Regions from separate parts of the Mus musculus genome. Here region 2 is linked to region 1. The links are chromatin contacts, called in public HiChIP or PLAC-seq maps. All regions are on one chromosome and are shown on one strand. The core of a region is the stretch at or near the end of the contact, and the rest is flanking DNA. Distances in the headings are between cores, read along the strand shown. Region 1 overlaps Gm41980 (a long non-coding RNA gene). Region 2 has its middle 27 kb from the start of Gm31772.

Evidence for each region. HiChIP or PLAC-seq counts read pairs in DNA pulled down with a chosen protein or histone mark.
Region 2: a BATF HiChIP or PLAC-seq map of CD8 T cells shows a contact between it and region 1, with 5 read pairs. The contact joins two enhancer-like sites. A contact is called at or near these places in 2 of 484 Hi-C or Micro-C datasets (the Ba/F3 cell line and myeloid progenitors) and 2 of 115 datasets of contacts at active chromatin or transcription factors (CD8 T cells and embryonic stem cells).

The regions. Positions count from the first base shown.
Region 1 is chr1:155,049,495-155,054,704 of GRCm38.p6, reverse strand. All of the region lies in intron 2 of Gm41980 (a long non-coding RNA gene), which reads left to right. Among named protein-coding and RNA genes, the nearest start is that of Gm41979, 4.2 kb to the right of the region's middle. Within about 2 kb of position 3,419, at least 166 of the 459 cell types and tissues checked have an H3K27ac peak or open chromatin away from gene starts, as enhancers often do. A contact at or near this core is called in CD8 T cells, where this site is marked.
Region 2 is chr1:155,474,407-155,479,161 of GRCm38.p6, reverse strand. No RefSeq gene overlaps it. Among named protein-coding and RNA genes, the nearest start is that of Gm31772, 27 kb to the right of the region's middle. Within about 2 kb of position 2,726, at least 31 of the 459 cell types and tissues checked have an H3K27ac peak or open chromatin away from gene starts, as enhancers often do. A contact at or near this core is called in CD8 T cells, where this site is marked.

The DNA.
Region 1 (5,210 bases), core at 2,170-4,669:
CTTTGTTGTGACCTGGGAATGCGCTGCTGGATACGGTAGGTAAGTAAGGATGACATCATGGCCAGAAGTACAGCTTTCTTTAATTTTCACGTTGTTAGTTCTTGGCAAGGCTTCTGCCTCTTTCCATCCCCACCCCTGTTGGATTTTTCTGGAAGCTTTCAGGCTTTCCTTCAACTCCTATGCATGTATACACACACACACACACACACACACACACACACACACACACACACATATGCCTGCCCTCACATGTGCCCTCATGAGCACACACACACATACACACAGTCACACAGATGTACAACAAGACACACTAACATAGCATTTCCAGGGCTTCTGTGGACTTCTGGACCCTTTTCTCCCCAGGATCAGTTTGGAACCCACAGTGTAAACGCTCCCTCACCAATCTTCATGTAAAGTCTGACGATGATGCTATAATAATGCTTACACATAGACACCGTTCCTCCCCTCAGAGTGTATATCCACCCTCCCATTGCCTTCTGTCTTCTTCCCCAGTACCCGCCATCTCCGATGCTCATCCACACAGGAGGGGCAGGTGGATGGGTTGTTTCTTTTTTTTTCCTTCTCTCTTTTTCTTTCTTTCTTTCTTTCTTTCTTTCTTTCTTTCTTTCTTTCTTTCTTTCTTTCTTTCTTTCTTTCTTTCTCTCTCTCTCTCTCTCTCTCTCTCTCTCTCTCTCCCTCCCTCCCTCCCTCCCTCTCTCTCTCTCTCTTTCTAATTTTTGATGTTGCTGATTTTATTTGTTTGTTTTGTTTTTCTCAAGACAAGGTTTCTTTGTGTAGCCTTGGCTCTTCTGAAACTCACTCTGTAGACCATGCTGGTCTCAAACTCTTGATCCACCTGCCTCTGCCTCTGCCTCTGCCTCTGCCTCTGCCTCTGCCTCTGCCTCTGCCTCTGCCTCTGCCTCTGCCTCTGCCTCTGCCTCTGCCTCTGCCTCTGCCTCTGCCTCTGCCTCTGCCTCTGCCTCTGCCTCTGCCTCTGCCTCTGCCTCTGCCTCTGCCTCTGCCTCTGCCTCTGCCTCTGCCTCTGCCTCTGCTGGAATCAAAGTGCCACTCCCCCTCCGCCAGCAGGTTTCTTTTCTCCCTACTCTTACCCAGTTCCACCTTTCAATGGCAGCCAGGCTGAGCTTTGAGACACTCCCAGTTCCTGCCACCCCCCACCTGGAGAGTGGGAGCCAGCTCCTGTTCTGCTGCTGCTTCCCACCCTCCCCTTCCCTTCTCTGTCCTCACCCACAGAGCCCTGCTGCTGAGGACATCCTACTCAGAGCCTGGCTCTGGCCTCCTGCTCTGGCCTCCCTCTGGGTCTGGAATGCTTTCCTTCTCTGTTTCTTCTCATCTGGCAAGTGCCACTTTGAATCTTAGGCCCACAGTAGAGGCATCATCCTTGATCTCTCTTAAGTGGCCAGCCTGGGCTAGACTGGGCTAGACTCTTGTCACAAAGGAACACTCCACTTCTGAACCCATAGTAAGAGGATGAAGAGCAAAGAAGCTAGAGCGAAAAGAACTGTAAATCCATTGGCATTCACATATGCTAATGAATGCCCGGATAGAAAGCACAGGGATGCCTGCACACTTCAGCAGTGTGACCTTGGTGCCACAAGATGGGATGACAAACGAATAAAGCCCGAGTCCCAACAGCTAACTTAGAAGCGCATTCCTGAGCAGACAAGCAGAGGTCTGGAAGAGAAAAGAATGCAGCTGTGTGGAGGGGCTAAGGGTGAGAAGGAAGAATGGATGAGCAGGAGGCAAAAGCATCCAGCCCTTGGAGATTCTGCCTTGGGAAACGATGCGAAAGAAGTGAAATTACTTCCGAGATAGGAAAACAATCCGTTTTCACTCTCAGGAATCAAGTTACCCCTCCTTCACTGACTCAATGGGCTGGCTGTGGTTTCAGGAGAGCCCCAGACAGTCTAGAACAAAGACGTCTTGCTCAGCTTTGCATTTCAAACTTGATTCCCCCCTCCCACCCTGCCCGCTCCCTAGCTAGTGAATGCTTAATATTCTCAGAGCCTGGGTGCTGAGAGAGAGAGAGAGAGAGAGAGAGAGAGAGAGAGAGAGAGAGAGAGAGAGAGAGAAGGCTTCCCATTTTTCAAGGAGATCCTTTGTCTCTATCTAGAAGTGCAGCTTGGGCACTTGAGAGAGCATAAAGCAAAGCGTTCAGTCTCAGCACTGAGAAGAGTTAATTCAGGAAGAAAGGAGCTTAGGCCCCGAGGATAGAAGACTGGAAAACCTGGCAGGAGGCTCAGAAGACACGAGGAGGAAGGTGCCATGGGCCCTACCTGCTACCCAGAGCCTCAGGGTGGAATGTCAAGGGGGTAGTAACAGCCCTTCACAGGAAGTAGGAAGTTGAGAGGCTATGCTCCACTTCACATATGGGTCTCTGTGACTCCCTCCATGTCTTTCCATAGCAGCCTAACACTTTGGAAACACAAGCAAATTGTGCTTCAGCAGAGAAAAGGGCTTTGCTTTCCTGTAGCTTGCCTCAGACTAAACTTTCCAAGTGGTCTCTGGAAATACATAAGGAGGCTGGGTGTGAGGAGTCAGGACTCTGTCATGAGCTTATTGGGCCAGGGGGAGCCCTTGGCAGCATTTCCAAGTGGAGATCCAGAGCTGGGTCCTGAGGGAAGATAGGGCTGAGCTCAAGGAGTCTGGTGACAGGGAGCAGCTAGCCAGCCAGGAACATTTGTTAGGCATTGTCTGCACGCTGGGAACAAGTCATGTGTGTCCCAAACCCAGCTGGACAAGCCGCAGGCGAGGATGTGGCTCCGGGACAGCATGTGAGACGGGCATTTAAGGGCTTTCATTCACGATAAGGTCAAACAATCCCACGGCATACTGAGTGTGATCTGGTCCGGTTCTCCTGTGAGCTGGTTGGCTGGCTTCTGAAGGTGGTGCTGCTGCTTCAGTTCATCACAGCTCATTGGAGCCGCACTTGGAGGTTGAACAGACAAAAACAGACCTCACACAGAGACACAGCGGTGAGAAAAATCCACAGAGGAGTAAATAGAGAGACCTGAGAATGCAGTCTGGAGAAAGGGCATTTGGGGTGACACCAGTCCTTTATGGCTCCCAAGAGCAGAGACAGTTCATGGACCATATAGGGACATTTAATCTCCAGTTCTAGCAAGCTGTCTACTGATCTGAAGCTAGCACATGCTGAACCAGGAGACTTCCTGGATTTGGTACCTCCAAGCAGAAGCCAGGACGCTGTGTAGGAGACTTGGGCATCTGTTTTGGTCACAAATCTGGACAACCTTCAAGTCCCCAACCCACTTACCCTCACCTTAAGACTTGATGACTGCCGAGTGAAATTCTAATTTTACACTTGCTGACTCAGAGGCAGAGGAGGATCTAGCTTTGAGTCAGAGCACCCATGTGGAAAGACCTCACTTCTTGGAGCTGGCTTCGAGCGTGGCTCTACCACTCACCAGCTGGGTGCCCTGGACAACTCCCTTCACCTCTCAGATCATGGTGTTCTGGTTTGTAGGATGGAGATGTTTGCCCAGGGTTAGGTTAGCACTTAGAACATCAATATAATAAAAGGTTAAGATGTGGCAGATTGTGTGAGAACTAGAGGAGCTTCACCATGCTATAAAACCACGGGACTACCCACGGGGCTTGTTTTCTTATTCATCAGAGCAGATGATAGTGTGAGAACATTCAGTTTAACACAAAGGCAAGGCAGATGCTGATGTAGGGTGGACGGGTTCTACCTTGAGTTGTCATAATAGAGAAGCGGCTTGGGGAGGGCACTTAGGACTCAGCTGGAGCAGCAGCGGCCAGGAGGAAGTTCTCACTAAGGCAAGATGGTCTCCTTTTGCTCTGTTCTCGAGCGTCTAGTTCAGCTGTGGAGATATTTTCACTCTTTAGCGAAGACAGTGGTCCATATCTGCCGACCCCTAGGTGACATCCAATTTGGACCAACTTGTGGCTGTGAAGTGGTCACAATTGAAGGTTTCAGTTTGTCTCAGCCTTAGCCTGCTCTTACACGTATTCTCCTAGCCTCGGCTTCATCTGGCTTAGCCCTTTCCCGTTTCTTGCATCCCAGCCTTGTCCCTGTGAGCCAGCTCCTGGTTCACAAGGAGGAAAGAAAGATTTCTGCCTCTCCCCAGGACCCTTGGTTGGTCAGCTGGGGTTGCTGGTGGGGTTGCTGAACAAGGCAGGCAGCCCCACATGGCGTGGTTGTGGGCAAGAAGCTGATCTGCACTGTGTGGGGGTGGGGACTGACGAGAACAGGCCCACAGTCCTGCCCCCCCCCCCTGCCTTCTGGCTGGAGGAAGTGAGTCCAGCCTGGGGCCTCAGCAGCTGAATCAGTGGTTCTTGGAAGGTGATGATGTCACCGTGACATGGCTGTTCCCCTCCCCCAGTCAAAGTCAAAAGGAGAGTGAGCGACACAAGTTTCTCAGGCAGAGGCCTGAAGCTCTTAGGGAAGTCTGTGTTCACAGTCTGTGCTGGTCCCTTGATGCTACCTTGGTAGCCATTGTCATCCTTGGACTTCCGCTCTTCTCACCCTTGTCCTTTTCATCATCCTGTGTGCTGGAATTCTGGGAAAATATTGATGATATTTTCTTTTCTTTTTTGGGGGAGTGGGGGGGAGGGGACGGGCGTGTCTAATGTTTTCCAGATTGGCATGGACTAGCTGAGAAATTGAGGATGACTTTTTATTTTATTTTATTTTTATTTCATGTTTTGCCTGCTTTTATGTTTCTGAGGGTGTTGGGTCCCCTGGAACTGTGAGCTGCCCTGTGGGTGCTGGGAAGTGAACTCAGGTCCTCTGGAAAAGCAGCCAGTGCTCTTAACTACTGAGCCATCTCTCCAGTTCCCTGTGGATGACAGTTTCTAATCCTCCTGCCTCTACTGGAGTGCTAGGGTTTATGGACGTGACCACATGCTGGGGAGAGAACTCTTGGGTGGTACATGCTCAGCAAGCAGTTACCAACAGATCTACACTGGCAGCCCATCTTGATGATTTTAACCGTTTCCTGTCTTTGTTCTCCCATATGAATAGATGCACAAATCATAGAATATCATCTTGTCTGGCCAGGTGTGGTGGACTTTTTGGGATACAGAACTATCATGTCCTCTTAAAGACAGCATGTGAAAATGTATGCCTCATTTCCAGTTTCACATCTTTGCCTTTAAAAAAAAATTAATCACTTCTTACTGTTAGGGGCCGTGTCTCACTGGGCTGAGTG
Region 2 (4,755 bases), core at 1,477-3,976, 430 kb before region 1:
ACGTTCAGAACCCACAGAAAGTAAGAGGTAGAATGGACCTGTAATCTCAGTGCAGTTACAGAAAGATGGGAGGCACAGACCACAGAATCTCTTCATGTTCCTGACCTATCCTGGTTAGCAAGAGACCCTGTCCCAAACAAGATGGCAATCGAGGACCAACAACCAAGGCTGTCCTCTGACTTCTATATGTGTGTCTCGGCATGCTGGCGTGTGTGCTCGAGCACACACACACACACACACACACACACACACACACACACATTTTCAATTGTTTAAGCCCTAAATGTCCCAAAGTTAGATTAAAGTAAGGCTCTTAGTCTATTATTAATCAACTTCTTATTTCTCTGGTAACTCTGATCTTCCTTCCTAAAATTATCTCTCTCCAGCCCATACCTGTGGATTTTTAATCTTAAAAAAATAATAATCACAACCCATCTTTGACCTGTGGTCATTGTTGCTTGCTCGTCCATCCCCAGTCTCTACATCCCCAAGCTGCAGTTGCCGGTGATTCAGTTGTCCATAGCACAACTATAACCCATAATATGTAAGTAAATAGACTGGAATTCATTCAGATTCTTTTCTGCGTGTGTCCGTGGGGGTGTGTGCATGTTTCTCTGTGTGTTTACATGTGTGGGCCTGTGTGTACGGGCATAGGTGAGCCAGCAAATGTGTACACTTACACGTGCAGGCCCAAAGCCAACAGTAAGAGGTTTCTTCACTTGCTCTTCACCTTATTCTTTGAAGCAGAATCTCTCAGTCAAACCCAGAGCTTGCCAATATGGCCATTCTTGCTAGGCAGCTTGCTCCTGGGAGTCCCTGGGAGTCCCTGCCTCCCACAGGCTGCCACACTGAGAGCAGAACTCTGGTCCTCCTGTTGTGCCGTGAGTGCTTTCCTTACTGAGCTAATCTCCCCAGCCCCACATTAAAACAAAAATTCAATTACTTTTACCATACTGGGCATGGTGGGACATGTCATTAATCCCTGGACTTTAGCAACAGAGGCAGGAGGATCTCTGTGAGTTTAAAGTCAGCTTGATTCATGTAAAAGGATGCTGTCTTAAATCAATCAATCAATCAATGATGATGATATAAAAATCAACTATATTATTTATGTTTGTTGTGTTGCACGGTGTACACACATACATACTATGACTTAAGTACAGAGGTCAGAGGACAACTTTCAGAAGTTGACTCTCTCCTTCCGCTGTGTGGATTCTGGGGTTGAATTCAGGTCATCTGTCATGGTAACAGGTGCCGATAGCAGCTACCAGTCCCTAATTTTTCCATTTTAAGATTTAATTTTTTGTTTGTTTGGTTTGGGTTTTTTTTTTTTCATTGAAACAGAGTTTCACTATTTAGCCCTATATGGCCTAGAAACTCACAAAATAGTCTTTTAGCACACATCTTTTACAAGGCTTACATGTGGGCTGCCATACCTGCCCAGCGTTCACACGGATTCTGAAAATCTGAAGTCAGTTAGTTCCTCACCCTTTGATGGAAAGGATTTTATCCACAGAGCCATCTCTCCAGCTCATATCGATAAATCTTCTTCTCACTAATGACTCTGCTGTTTTGAAAATTAAATATACTTAATTCAAAACATTTAAAACTAATTCCAAGATTTAGATTCCTTCTGTTAGAATTAATGTAATTTTAGAGCATAATAAAATGATATCAGGATAGAAATGGGCATGTGTGTATATGTGTGTGAGTGTTTATGTGTCTGAGTGTGGTGTGTGTGTGTGTGTGTGTTTGTGTACGTGTGTGTCCAGCATACAAGCAGAAATTTGCATATAACAGAGAAGACTTCTAAATAAGTCTGGTAGGTTCTTGTCTTACTGCATGAAGAAGGCTCCATGGTTCTTGTCTCCTCCAAGGAAACCATTCAACCAATACGTACCAATAGCTACAGCAGGACTTTATTTAGGAAAGAATTTTATTTAGTAAGGCAAAGTAATACATATATCCCAGAGAGAAATCAGAGCGGGCTGGTGGGGGGAGGTGTGTAGCAACACGCTGGGTTTTAAAGAACTTTTTTGTGAATATTTATGAGGTGGATGTCATATTCATAGGGCTAAGTTGGTCCTTTTCCTCTCCCAAATGATGTTGGATCAGATTTCCTAGTTACGATAATTCCTCCCATGATCTTCTTGAAAAGCCCATAGCAGGGGCAGGCTGAGTGGCATACACTTTTCATCTCTGCACTTGGGAGGCAGAAACAGGAGGGCCTCTGTGAGTTTGAGGCTAGCTAGTCTGGTCTACAGAGTGAGTTCCGGGATAGCCAGAACTGAAGGGAGAAAGGAAGAAAAAAAGAAAGAAAGAGAGGGGAGGAGAACAGAACAGAACAGAAGACAGAGACAGGCAGGAAGATAGACAAAGAAGGGAGGAGGGAAGGATGGAAGGAGGGGAGAAGGAGGAGAAGGAGAAATGTTCACAAAGGGTGAAGGATGGGGTTTTATTTATTTTATGTATCTGAGTACACCATTGCTCTCTTCAGACACACCAGAAGAGGGCAGAGGATGGGGTTTTATAAAAAACAAAAACAACAACAACAACAAAAAACAGACTGAGAGTGATATTTTGATGAAGCCAGGACTAGGGATACAGACTCCTTCTGTGTGTGTACGTGGCAACTAAGAAAGCTTCATGGTGCCTTAGTTTTCGATATAACAGGAAGAACCTATGAACAGCTTCAAGAAAGCTTAACCACAAAGAGGCATTCTGACCACCAGATGACACAGCCACCAAGATACAGCCACAGTTTCCTTGCTTACCCCATAACCTGTTTCCTTGGTTACTGAAGCCAACCCCTTGCCTCTCCATTCTCACTTCTAGGCACTCTTCTCAAGTGGCTTGGACTACGGACTCTGTTGTCCTTCCCCAGAAAGTCTGTATCACTCAGCTGTATCAACACCAAGAGTTCTGTTGCATGTTTGAAGAAAACAAACTCTAATAATACATTTTAAAAATAAAGGCCGGGCAGTAGTGGCACACCCTTTAATCCCAGCACTTGGGAGGCAGAGGCCGGCAGATTTCTGAGTTCGAGGCCAGCCTGGACAGCCAGGCTACACAGAGAAAGCCTGTCTCAAAAAACCAAAAAAAAAAAAAAAAAATTAAGGCCATCAAGGTGGCTCAGCAGATAAAGGCAACTTGCCATTAAGCCTGTTGTTGAATTCCTAGCACCCACATGGTGGAAGGAGAAAACTTATTGTTTCACTTATTGTTCCTCTGGCCTCCATGTGCATACAGTGGCACACACATATTATACACACATAACAGTATATGGGTTTCTTTTTACAAAATATTATTTATTGAGAAGTTCAGACATTGTATTTTTGTTCATACCCATTCCTTCCCCAGCTCCTTCCAGATCCACCCCACATCTCCTACCCATCCAACTCTGTGTCTTTACTACTCTGATTTTTAATCTATGAAGTACAATTTGTGTTGCCTGTGTACTTTTGGGTGTGTGGCTACACACTGAAATGTGTTCAACCTACCAGAGGCCACGCCCTTAAATGATCAAATATGTGAAGATTTGACATTAGTTGGAGATTATTCAGTATAGTGACTGATGCTCTAATTCCACTTATGTTGCTGGGTGTGAGAGAAGAGATGCACAGCTACTGAGATGGGAAGAAGAAAGAAAGATGGGCTGTTTGTACATGAGAAATAGTAAGGAGCACACCTACTTAAATCATATTAATTTGCTCATGTGAAATACTTAGTTCTTATGTTAGATATAAGAAACTAAATTGAAATATTCAAACCTGAATAGTACCAGGAGAACAAGTGGACCAAAATCTTATACAGATAATATTGCTTTAATGGAAATAAAAAATAGATGTGTAAAAAAAAAATCCCCTCTCCCTCTATTGGCAGCAGTGAATTACCAATTACAATCAGCAAAGGCTGAGACTTTGTGCTCACTTCCCCCTCCAGGCCGGGACTTCTTTTGGCTTGAACTTCCCCTGGTTTTGTGCACTCTGACCCAAAGCTGTGAGTTCATGTGTGCAGCTGCCTTGTACCAATGACACATTTTTGAAAGAACAATTCTGCCAAGTCGATTTGGCCAACATTCCCCTAACCTAGACCCTGTGTTCATCTTAATAATGTCCTATTCACTGAAGCCCTTCTTTCTTCCATGGCACTAGGTTCCCATTTGTCTTTGCCCAATTCAGGATTGAGCACAGGTCTGAAACAATGCTGCTTCTACTCATTACGTTAACTACTGAGTAACACCCATCTAGCTCTGATTTTTCTTTGATCCGTGCAGGAAGGTTATCGGGATCACCAGCAGGGACAATAAATACCTCTACAAGTGTAAGTGACTTGACTGGCAGAGAAAGATGCTGAATTATGCTGCAAATGCATCAGGGGTCGCCTCTGGTCCTGTGCAGCATTCTTGGGCTGGAGTGGTCCTTCAGAGATGCCCTGAGTACAGCAAGGGTCTGGACCTCTGCTCCCTCAGCCTCTCCCTAATTAGATGAGACCATATGAAGAACGTATATCAAATGTGCTGTGCGAATATTTGAAGTGTAGTAACTCTTAGAGAACCCGAGGCAATCCTTTATTAAGGACAAAATAAAACAAAAACGAATTAGTCATTTATGAAACCCTTTCTGAGGTCCTGTGACCTCTGCTACCTGACAGCCATGTATCCTGGCAACAGTCTCTGGGCTTCATGCCTAGCTTGCATCATCTCCCACAGGGTAAGAGCATCACTTTTAATGGGCTCTATTGTTTCTTACCCTC